Regions from separate parts of the Siniperca chuatsi genome. Here region 2 is linked to region 1. Evidence: chromatin contacts called from public Hi-C data. All regions are on one chromosome and are shown on one strand. Each heading gives the region's core, a stretch centred on a gene start, on an enhancer-like site or on the middle of the called end of the contact. The rest is flanking DNA. Distances are from core to core; before and after follow the strand shown. Region 1 holds the start of vegfab (vascular endothelial growth factor Ab). Region 2 has its middle 9.5 kb from the start of LOC122863353.

The links. Hi-C and Micro-C count contacts between places; a contact is called where the count stands out from the background.
Region 2: a contact with region 1 is called in a Hi-C map of liver, with 4 times the contacts expected there. The contact joins the enhancer-like site here to the promoter of vegfab in region 1. A contact is called at or near these places in 3 of 3 Hi-C or Micro-C datasets (liver, skeletal muscle and an unstated tissue).

Annotation. Positions count from the first base shown.
Region 1 is chrLG16:12,807,854-12,812,948 of ASM2008510v1, forward strand. It overlaps vegfab (vascular endothelial growth factor Ab), which reads left to right and starts at 2,338. Exons shown (of 7, transcript XM_044168691.1): 1 at 2,338-3,898. The coding sequence starts at 3,845.
Region 2 is chrLG16:12,845,838-12,850,607 of ASM2008510v1, forward strand. No RefSeq gene overlaps it. Among protein-coding and RNA genes, the nearest start is that of LOC122863353, 9.5 kb to the right of the region's middle. Within about 2 kb of position 2,309, the one cell type or tissue checked has an H3K27ac peak away from gene starts, as active enhancers do. A contact at or near this core is called in liver, where this site is marked.

The sequences.
Region 1 (5,095 bases), core at 1,088-3,587:
TGAAGAGGTCGACGCCGATAACTTGGTCAGTAGCACCTTGCTGTGCAAATCACTCCCTTCCACAGACTTGCCTGCAGCTTAGGCTCTCACGAACACACGCCAAGAGGCGAAGACTCACTTCTTACAAAAGGGAGTGTATAAGGCGGAAAGGAGGAGAGGGAACAGAGAGGAAGAATGTGTAATTTGGCGCCAGGTGATAAAAGAGTGTGGCAGTCAGCCATTAGGCTTTCGGTAATGGAATGCCTCTGTTACATTATACATTTAAACAACGTGACTTTCATCCTCACATGCTCACACACACACACACACACACACACACACACACACACACACACAGTATTGTTTCTGCAGGGGAAAATCACTAATTCAACAAACATAATTCAAGTTATAATTCTTAAAAACCCATTGTTTACACTATTTACAGATGACGTTTTTTTTAGCAATACCAGTCCAATGTATGTATGTATATATCTCTCTATATAGATGTTTTCATTATTAGTGGCAGGGTCCGCCATTTCCGTATGGCGTCAAATTGATGCAAGCATGTAATCCAGCATTACTGTAATTTTATCTCATTGATATCAACCTCAATGTGTACTGTTGACTCTCCTAACGCCATATCAGAGCTGTATTAAGTTACTGATAATGCTAACCGAACATTTCTTACTGCTGCTAGTTCACATCAAAAGCATTCAACTGGTCAAACACGGGGTGGCTTTTATTGTGAAGAAGCCACAGGAAACGTAATGTATTTGTCTCCGACATTAGCACCGAAAATGCATCTTCAAAACAAGACATATTCATTTTCTTTTGCGTTGTATTTCTGACAAAGTTACTGCTCAATGAGTGTTTGCTGTAGTATTAAAGTGTGCTTGCAGTCCCCTCAGCACAGACAGGAATCATCCTGATTTCCTGGTAGCATGATGACGTTTACAAACATGCGTCAATGTGCAGATCGATGCAGGGGAGGCTGTTTGTTGTACATTTAGGAAAGGAGCACTTTATTAAAGTGTGTGTGTTTACGCATGTGTATGTATGTATGTAGTCAGCACAAATACACTCACACACACACATACATGTACAGTATCCATTGTAACCTTGCCCACTTGAGTGCACACATACACACAGATAAACACACACACTCTGAGTCAGCAGAAACAAGAGCTTGGTGACACCGCTAATGAACCCAAGTGTTATTCTTCAATTAAACTACAGACGGGTACCGAGCCAAGGAGCTCCTCTCAGCACTGCTCCAGTAACATGACAGCCGAATCCTTCTCTTCCTAAAAGCTCTCTTTCTCCTTATCTATCACTCACTCTGCCTCTCTTCTTTCTTGCTCCATCATGCCTCAATACTCTCCACTGTGAACTCTCATTGTCTCTCTCTGTTTTCTTTTCTCCCTCATTCCATTTATATGCACGGTAAGGTATGAGTTGTAGCAAGCAAGCCTAATATGTCAGGCACATAGCTGCCAACTTATGTCATTACATACTTATCAGCTCTTTCCACTTCCTTGGTGTCTATCAATCTGTCAGTGTGCTGGAGGTAGATCAAGGTAGACACATGGGTAGTCCTGCAGTGGCCTTTTGGTCCAGCAGAGGGCAGCACTATTATGTGGAGCTGTCACAACCATATTATATAGAAATATTACAGACATAGCAATTCAAACATCACTTGAATCGGCTAGTTGTTAAAGAAAGACATGTGACATTTGATTGTTAAGAGATATTAAACACACGTTTTATTTTTGGTCCAAATTTTTACCTTTTAGGCTATAATTTAAATCACATGAAGAAAATAAGCCTTTAAACTCATTCCACTGAATTTCATTTTTCCACTTTAGTAAGCTTTTGCCTCAAGGAGAGAACTGCATTTAAAAATCAGGCTTTTAACTAATAACAAGCACAGGAAAAAACAATAAAACACTAATTTCTCCTCAATAGCCCAAATAAATTAAACGTGTTCCAGTGGTGGAAAGTAACAAGTAGGCTAATGTACTTAAGTCCACTTTTGAGGTACTTATTTCGACTTTATGCTATTTTGTATTTTACTCTACTACATTTATTTATCAGATGTTGTAAAAAAAAAAGTTATATTTTGCATAGAAAATATATGATCAGATTATAAAATACAATGCATTGCTATAGAAAATTTGCTCCATATCAACCAGCTACATAAAGTAGGCTACTGTTTACATGTTACTGCATAAATAATAATAATACAATAATAAAACAGGGGCCATTCTGCATACTCATTTTACATTTGATAAGACTTCGTTACTTTTACTATTGTAAGACTCCCTTTTTCTCTGTATGCCCTCCTCTTCCTCACAGTGCTGTCTCAGCTCTTGCTCGAAGAAGAAAAAAGAGCCTGACCAACGGCTAACTGCAGACCGGAACATCACACAGAAAAACCCATTCTCCGTCAGCGGGGTGACAGGGAGCAATGCGGCGACAACTCGTGCCGGATCAGAGACGGCAACGTTTCCCTGCCCACGCACACATACACACAGGCAGGCTACGTGTCTGGACACACACGCTCTCCAACAACCCCGAGTAGCCACAAGACTGGAAAATATTTGTCCTAATATCACCAGGGCAACTGGAAACGAGAAGATGTGGCACTCACCTTACCTTAGCCTGAGTTAACACACACTTTGCCTTTTTTATATAATATTTTATAACAGGCATCGCGAAGGAAATTGATTTTTTTTAGCTAAAAATCACACAAGGGGAGCATCCAAGGTCATAATTTGCTACAGCAACAAGGTCTGTAGGACTATAAAACTGTATATAGGCCTAACTATGAGCGCAACAACAACGACCCATAGTGCAGTTGTTGTATATTGTTAGATTGTGCATCTTGGCGTTTAAAGCTGCGCAAAAGATGCAGCCAGAGCATGACTTGTGGAGATGATGAAATGGATTAAAAGCTTGGAAACAGTGGGTGATATTTCAGCCGCTGAGATGGGCTTAGTTATCACAATATCAGGATGTCCTCATTTATTTTTTCTCTAATAAAAAAATAAAATAGACCGGCACCTCTGAACTCGGCTCTGCGTTTTTAATAGCTTGCTGCTGATGTGGTCACATGAGTCGACGCTTAATAGTTGAAACTTTTGAAAAAAAAAAAACTTAAGAGGAGCGTGTAGTGCCGTATATCAGCCCATAGAGGACACACCTACCCTGCTTTAATGATCCACCAATCATCTGCGTCCCCGGACCTTGGCTGCTAAATTGTCACTAAGCCACAGTATGGAGAAACCGAGACAGAAGCGTTTCTGTCTTAACGAAGAAAGCAGAGAGACTGCTTAGTTCCCAGTGACAGAGGAATATAAAAAACTCGGAGCACATAGACAAAGTTTTGTAGGACGACTATCTCTCAGCGTGGTTTTCTTTTTCACTGAACGTCATCCTGATCCATTGGTTCAAGTTGCACATAGGAGTAGGCTACAAGTTTCCAATGGACAGATACTTGGAGACTGCTGGCGCAACAAGCATGGGATTAATTTTGTAATGTGGATTGCTATTCCCTTGCAAGAAAATAAAGGTCTGCTGCGGAACAATGTGAGACGTTATGCGTCTTGGATTCTCGTGTTTCTGGATATCTTGAAAACCATTGGCAACAGTTGAGAAGGAAGAAGTTATGCGCAAAGGATTGTATGCTCCGACCCCGGGACCAACATGGATTTGCCATTACAACCCCCTGCCCCTTATTTAGAGAAGTTTTAGCCGGTTCTCTTGTGTTGTTGTTGTTATACTTGCTCTTGTTTGAGAACAAATCGCCACATTGGCTTCTTGGATTTTGAAACGTCGCCTGCCTTTGGATTGGATTTCCAACACCATGAACTTTATTGACAGTTTGACTCTATTATTTTTGACGCTGTCAGCTGTCAAGGTGAGTCGTGTGTTCCCAGCGAGCAAACTGGACAAAAAAGAAAGAACACCAATCGACCTCTATTTGCGAAATGTAACCACTGGTCATTAATGTGTAGCTCGCCCTTGCCTTTCCTCTGGCTAGGTCATCGCTCGTGTTTAAACAAGCTGAAATGTTTAGTGGTTTTGGGGAGATTTAAACAGCCATTACGCAAAGCCGACACTATATAAACCTAACCCACACACTCGTGGGTGGTGCGCTTTTTGTGTTGCAAATGCGGTATATGTGATGATTTTTAAATAATGTTGTAAAGTTTGACGGTGGGTGATTGCAGGCCTGCTTTTAAACCACCTTGGAGATATTATTACGCTTTAAAGGCGCAGTGGCTCCATTCTGAATTAGGACATGTGAGCAGGTTCACTGCTGGCACTGAGACTACTCCCATGGTTTAGCCTGCTTCAGTAAGAAGACATACTACTTTTCACACTGAAACTTAACATTCGGTTTCAGATTTTTTTAAAACAAGCATTACAGATGAATCAGGTTGACTCGGGAATTTTAATGGCCGTTTGAGAGTGCACTGTAAATCGCTTTCCATATAATCATTAATCAAGTGCAGTGTCCCCAGGGAGGCTTTGAGCAAAGGTTTCAAGGTGAAAAAAATACAGCAGCACACCACTTCATTAGGAGGCTGCATATTTTCCAGCGACATGATTGGACTTTGAAGGATTCTTTCTGAGTTCGCCACCTCAAAGGAAGCAAGGATGTTTTAGGTTGCAACTTAGTTCCCCTTCGAACATCTCTACCCCAAGTTAATGAAATATTCCCCCTCTAGAGTCCAGTAACGTGTTTATTCAACTAACTGGTTGATTTAATGACAGCTAAGCCACCCAATCAACGCTGAACATGATCAGGATGCTGTCTCAGCTGCTCATCATCAGTCGGCCTATCATCACTCGGTTTAGGGGTCGGTGTTCGCAGCTTGACACCCACCCATTAATTATACAGTATATAGTGTTTTGAAGGGCTGGGGTCTCTCAGACCACAAGGTTAGATCCTCTCACGCCACCAGAAGGGGGTGGAGACTGCGGCACCCACACAACGAGACTCCTTTTTTAAACGTTTCATTAAGAAATGGAAAAAAGTTTCTCACTGAATACAAGCCGATGCTACAGGACTGGGTCTCACGCAATATTGGCGAGATATTGCGCGGGTTGC
Region 2 (4,770 bases), core at 1,059-3,558, 38 kb after region 1:
AATTACAGCTACTTTAAAGGACTGTGTTACATAGCCTGTTAATCAAGACAGATTGATCATATCCAGTAAAGAAGTGCTAATTAAGGGTAAAACGTCTTTAAGCAGCCTAGTTGGAATAGGGTCTAAGAGACAGGTTGATGGCTTAGATGAATTAATCGTCGAAGTCAGAAGTCTGAAGAAGGTTGACAGGAGCAAAGCAGCCAAAACACACATCAGGCTCTACAGCTGTTTCCAAGGTTCCTGTGTTTGAAGACAAGTCGGCAACGGTTAAAGGCAGGACTTGATGAATTTTTTCTCTAATAGTTAAAATTCTATCATTAAAGAAGCTCATGAAGTCATTGTTATTGAGAGCTATAGGAATACATGGTTCAATAGAGCTGTGATTCTCTGTCAGCCTGGCTACAGTGCTGAAAAGAAACCTGGGGTTGTTTTTATTTTCCTCTATTAATGATGAGTAGTAAGCTGCTCTGGCATTACGTAGGGTCTTCCTATATGTTTTAAGACTATCTTGCCAGATTAAACAGGATTCTTCCAGGTTGTTGGAACGCCATTTCCTTTCAAGTTTTCGTGATGTTTGCTTTAATTACGGGTTTGGGGGTTATACAACGGAGCTAACCTTCTTTGTTTTATTATCTTCTTTTTTAGAGGAGCGATAGAATCAAGTGTCGTTCACAGTGAGCCTGCAGCGCTATCAACTAGATGGTCAATTTGGGAGGGGCTGAAGTTAATATAGGAGTCCTCTGTCATATTGAGACATAATATTGAATTAAATGCAGATGGGATCGCTTCCGAATATTGAATGAACATTGAAATCAGCTACAATAACCACTTTATCTGTTTTAAGGACTAAACTTGATAAAAAATCTGAGAATTCAAATAAAAACTCAGGAGCGCAGTACACTATAACAAATAGGCTGTTGTGTTTTCCAAGTTGGGTGAGAAAAACTAAGAACAAGGTTTTCGAATGAGTTATAATTTAGTTTAGGTTTAGGGTTGATTAATAGGCTTGAATCGAAGATGGCTGCAACTCCACCTCTTCGGCCAGTACCTTAAGGAATATGAGTATTAATATGACTGGGCGGAGTGGATTCATTTAGGCTAACATATTCTTCATGACCCAGCCAGGTTTCAGTAAGACAAAATAAGTCAATATGATACTCTGATATTAAATCGTTCACCAGTACAGCTTTAGATGACAGAGATCTGATGTTTAAGAGCCCACATTTAATTTGCCTATTTTGTTGTGCTATTTCAGCGTTTTTGTTTTTATGTATAACTCCTCTTCTGTTAACTTTAGATTTTATTAATTTAAGTGGTCAGGGGGCTAATAATCTAGCAAAATAGCCACTGTGGTTTAGCAGGAGGGGAAATAAAACCATGGTGATTTCAATGGTGTAAATTAAATTATGATTGACAAGCTATGACCTCCTATTCAGGACACTTAAAGACAGGCACAGTTAATCACAGTGCTACTGTACGAACAAGTGACAGACTAACAGACTGACAAACAGGCAGGCGAAAGTGGTCTCGGTGACAGACAGCCTGACAAGCTCAGAGAGAAGAGATGACAATAGTGATGAGAATAATCCAGCTCTCTTATAAAAAAGACAAAGTGTAAATGCTGACAGACAAAAATAGCACAGAAAACCATGCACATGTGTATTCACGGACCAGACTGAAGGTTATGAGAAGCATTGTTGACCGATCACGTCTCTATTTTTATTGTCCGCCCCCACACATGACCCCTTTTTGCAAACTAATCTTTCTAAAGTTTCTACAGCATCATGCTGTGTTTCATTATGTGGCCTTACCCAAAAATAGATACATTATCAGCAGCGGCTCAAATGGCATCATGTTACCTACAAAATTGTTTCTGTGTGAACGCATATCAAATATCTGCTGGAAATCTGACAAGTTTCTATTCGTATGTCCCTCACCACACACACACACACACACACGCATGCATGCATACCAGCAAAACACACTTGCCAAAGATCTCCACCTGCTCTTTCCAGTCCTTTCCAACCATTCTCCTTGTAGCCCATTCGGGCCAAATCCTGCTGCTATGTTGTTGGCTGTGCTCTGCTCCATGGAGTGAAAGTGAAGATGGGGTTTTGTTCTGCTGCCTAGAAAGACTTTGGGATCTGACACAGAAACCTCAGACAGGGAATACACTGAAACAGAGGAATACAGTGAGGGAACGGGACACACACACACACTCTCTCACAGATGTACAGTATATCTGCAGGAAGGTAAATGTGGTCACAGTACGCTGTGGGATCCAAAATATAGAGGATTTGTCTGTACATGAGAGGAGAGTGAAATGCAAAGAAGAGAGAGAAAATGAGATCATGCTGTGTGTGTGTGTGTGTGTGTGTGTGTGTCTGTCTGTGTGTGTGTGTGTGTGTGTGTGTGTGTGTGTGTGTGTGTGTGTGTGTGTGTGTGTGTGTGTGTGGTCAAAGTGTCTGTCTGTGTGTGAATGAGAGAGAGAGAGAGCAGTATTAGCTGCAGTCTCTGACTTTGACCCACACAGGCTGCCAGTAAGCAGGCAGCTGACAGCCTGGCCAGTTGCCATGCGAACCCAACACCTCGGCAACGTGCAGCCTGCCTCGTACACAGCAGCGTCGTGGAAACAGTTACCAGGCGCGTCTGTTTTACTGAGTCAACAGCAGCCACTGGTGGACAAATCCAGACATTCATTCATAAAAAATCACGACTACAGACGTATTTTACATGAAGTCTAGTGGTTACAGACAGGGAAGTGTAAACTGATTGTTCATGAAAAGATTTTGCACTGATGTTGTGTAAGTTTTAATCGATGATGAGACATAGATGAGTAACTGTATGCCTTCACAGTTGCAGACATAACACAATTTCCCTGGCTATACAGTACATGTCTTGCTAATACACCAGCAGACATATCCCCACATCATCACTCCAGCTGAAACAACAGCGTCTCCATACAGACAGCAGGACATTCTCTGCTGTAACAGTCTATTCGGCAGAACAGGACAGAACGACCTCCAGACGTCCAGAGTTCGACTCCAAATGAATTTAATGCCCTAGTACTTTCGGATTAAAGGAGAGATCACACAGTGAGTCTGCAACAAGCACACTGTCCTTTGCTTTATGGGTCACAGAGTCCAACAGAAGAGAAAAGTGTGTAATGTAAGCCATTGTGGCCAGAGGCGGGGTGCCTGGTCTTTGCCTAATGCATTAGCAAGTAAAGGTAGGAGGGAAAAGACGTTAACGATGCACTACAAGAGGCAAGAACGGTGCTGCAAAGAAGTCCCTGTTAAGTAATACCTTGCAGACCTTCCATGTTTGCTTTAAATAAAAGGTGGGCATCCAGTCTGGATCGCTGCAAGAAATCTCCACAGACAGGAAAAGACAAATCAATGCTTAATGTGACACCAAACTGACCTCTAAATGGTAATGTGCAAGTTAGGCCAGAAGGATGGTCCGTGTTTTCCGTCTCACCTGCACTTAAAGCAATAAAGCATCACAACCATTCATATGGTGCAGTTATCAGTTCTGCCCTACAAAGCCAAAACACATTAACGACATAAATTGAGTCAAGGCCAGAATCTTTGACCTGATGACATCTGTCTTACCATATAAAAGTTATTACTGTCTGCCATAAAAGTTTGTAATTTCGGGGGGCACAACATGCAAAATTTGCAAGCACAAGAAAACAAGGATAAAAACCGAACTGCAGTGGCTGCACTCTTGAAAAAAAATGTATCTATTTTGATGTTCCAACATCTTAGTAATAGTTTTGGCAGTAGGTAAATCAACTAACGTAGAAAAAAACTAACGCCAGATAAACTAGTCCTGCAAAAATGTAACTATCCTACAGTAGCTTAGTTTACAGAGGGATGAGATAACAGTGTAACACCTTTTCTGCTTTGGATCAGACCTTGGGATGGTGATGTCATGAGTCAGCAACCAGCCATGCAGGCAGGCAGGACTGGAGTAAGTGATGATGTCACCAGGATGAGCTGAAGAGCACAGTGCCAGTGTTTGTGTGTGTCTGTGCATGCAGGAAATTGTGCTACTAACATGATCACAGACTTAGAGACTCAAATGTATCTGCATGCAAGACATTTTTCTGCAAAACTGCAGTTTTTGTGATAATGCACAAACAGGAATGTAAATGTTAGATACCGAGGCAGACACAAAAGAGACACAGCTCAATTACTTTTCTTTTTCTGTGGCAGCACCTTAGGGGTTTTGAGTGTGTGTGGCCTCCTTTGAGACCATGCACATATTCTGACCTATATGTGAAGTCCTGTGTGCATCCCATCCACCTCAGTTCCGCCATGACTGTTCAATCCCCTCTTCATCTGGGTTGGATTTTAGAGGCGCAAGGCAGAGAGTGTGAATAGCAGCGTGACAACAACGTGTGTGTTGGCCGAAGGAGGGGGGGGATCAACTCCTGATTTGAATTTGAAGGGGCGTGCTGGTGCTAGTGTTGGGGGGGTACAAAGACGAAAGTGGCAACTGCGCCTCTCTGCAGCTGTGGGCCTACGTGAGCATCAGCAGGAACGCTCTCGCTCCTCGTCTCACCCCCCTCCCTTACTCGTTCCCTCACTCTCTCTCATCTCTCACAGTCCCCCCTTCCTTTGATCATTGGCAGCTTCTAATAGAGTTTTGGCAGCCCCCCCACACCCCCAGCCCTCCTCCTTTGCTCAAATCCTTCTTGCACTGTTCTCTCTTTTTCTCTATTATAACTCCTTCACTTCTCTCCCACGTCATGTTCCAAAACGA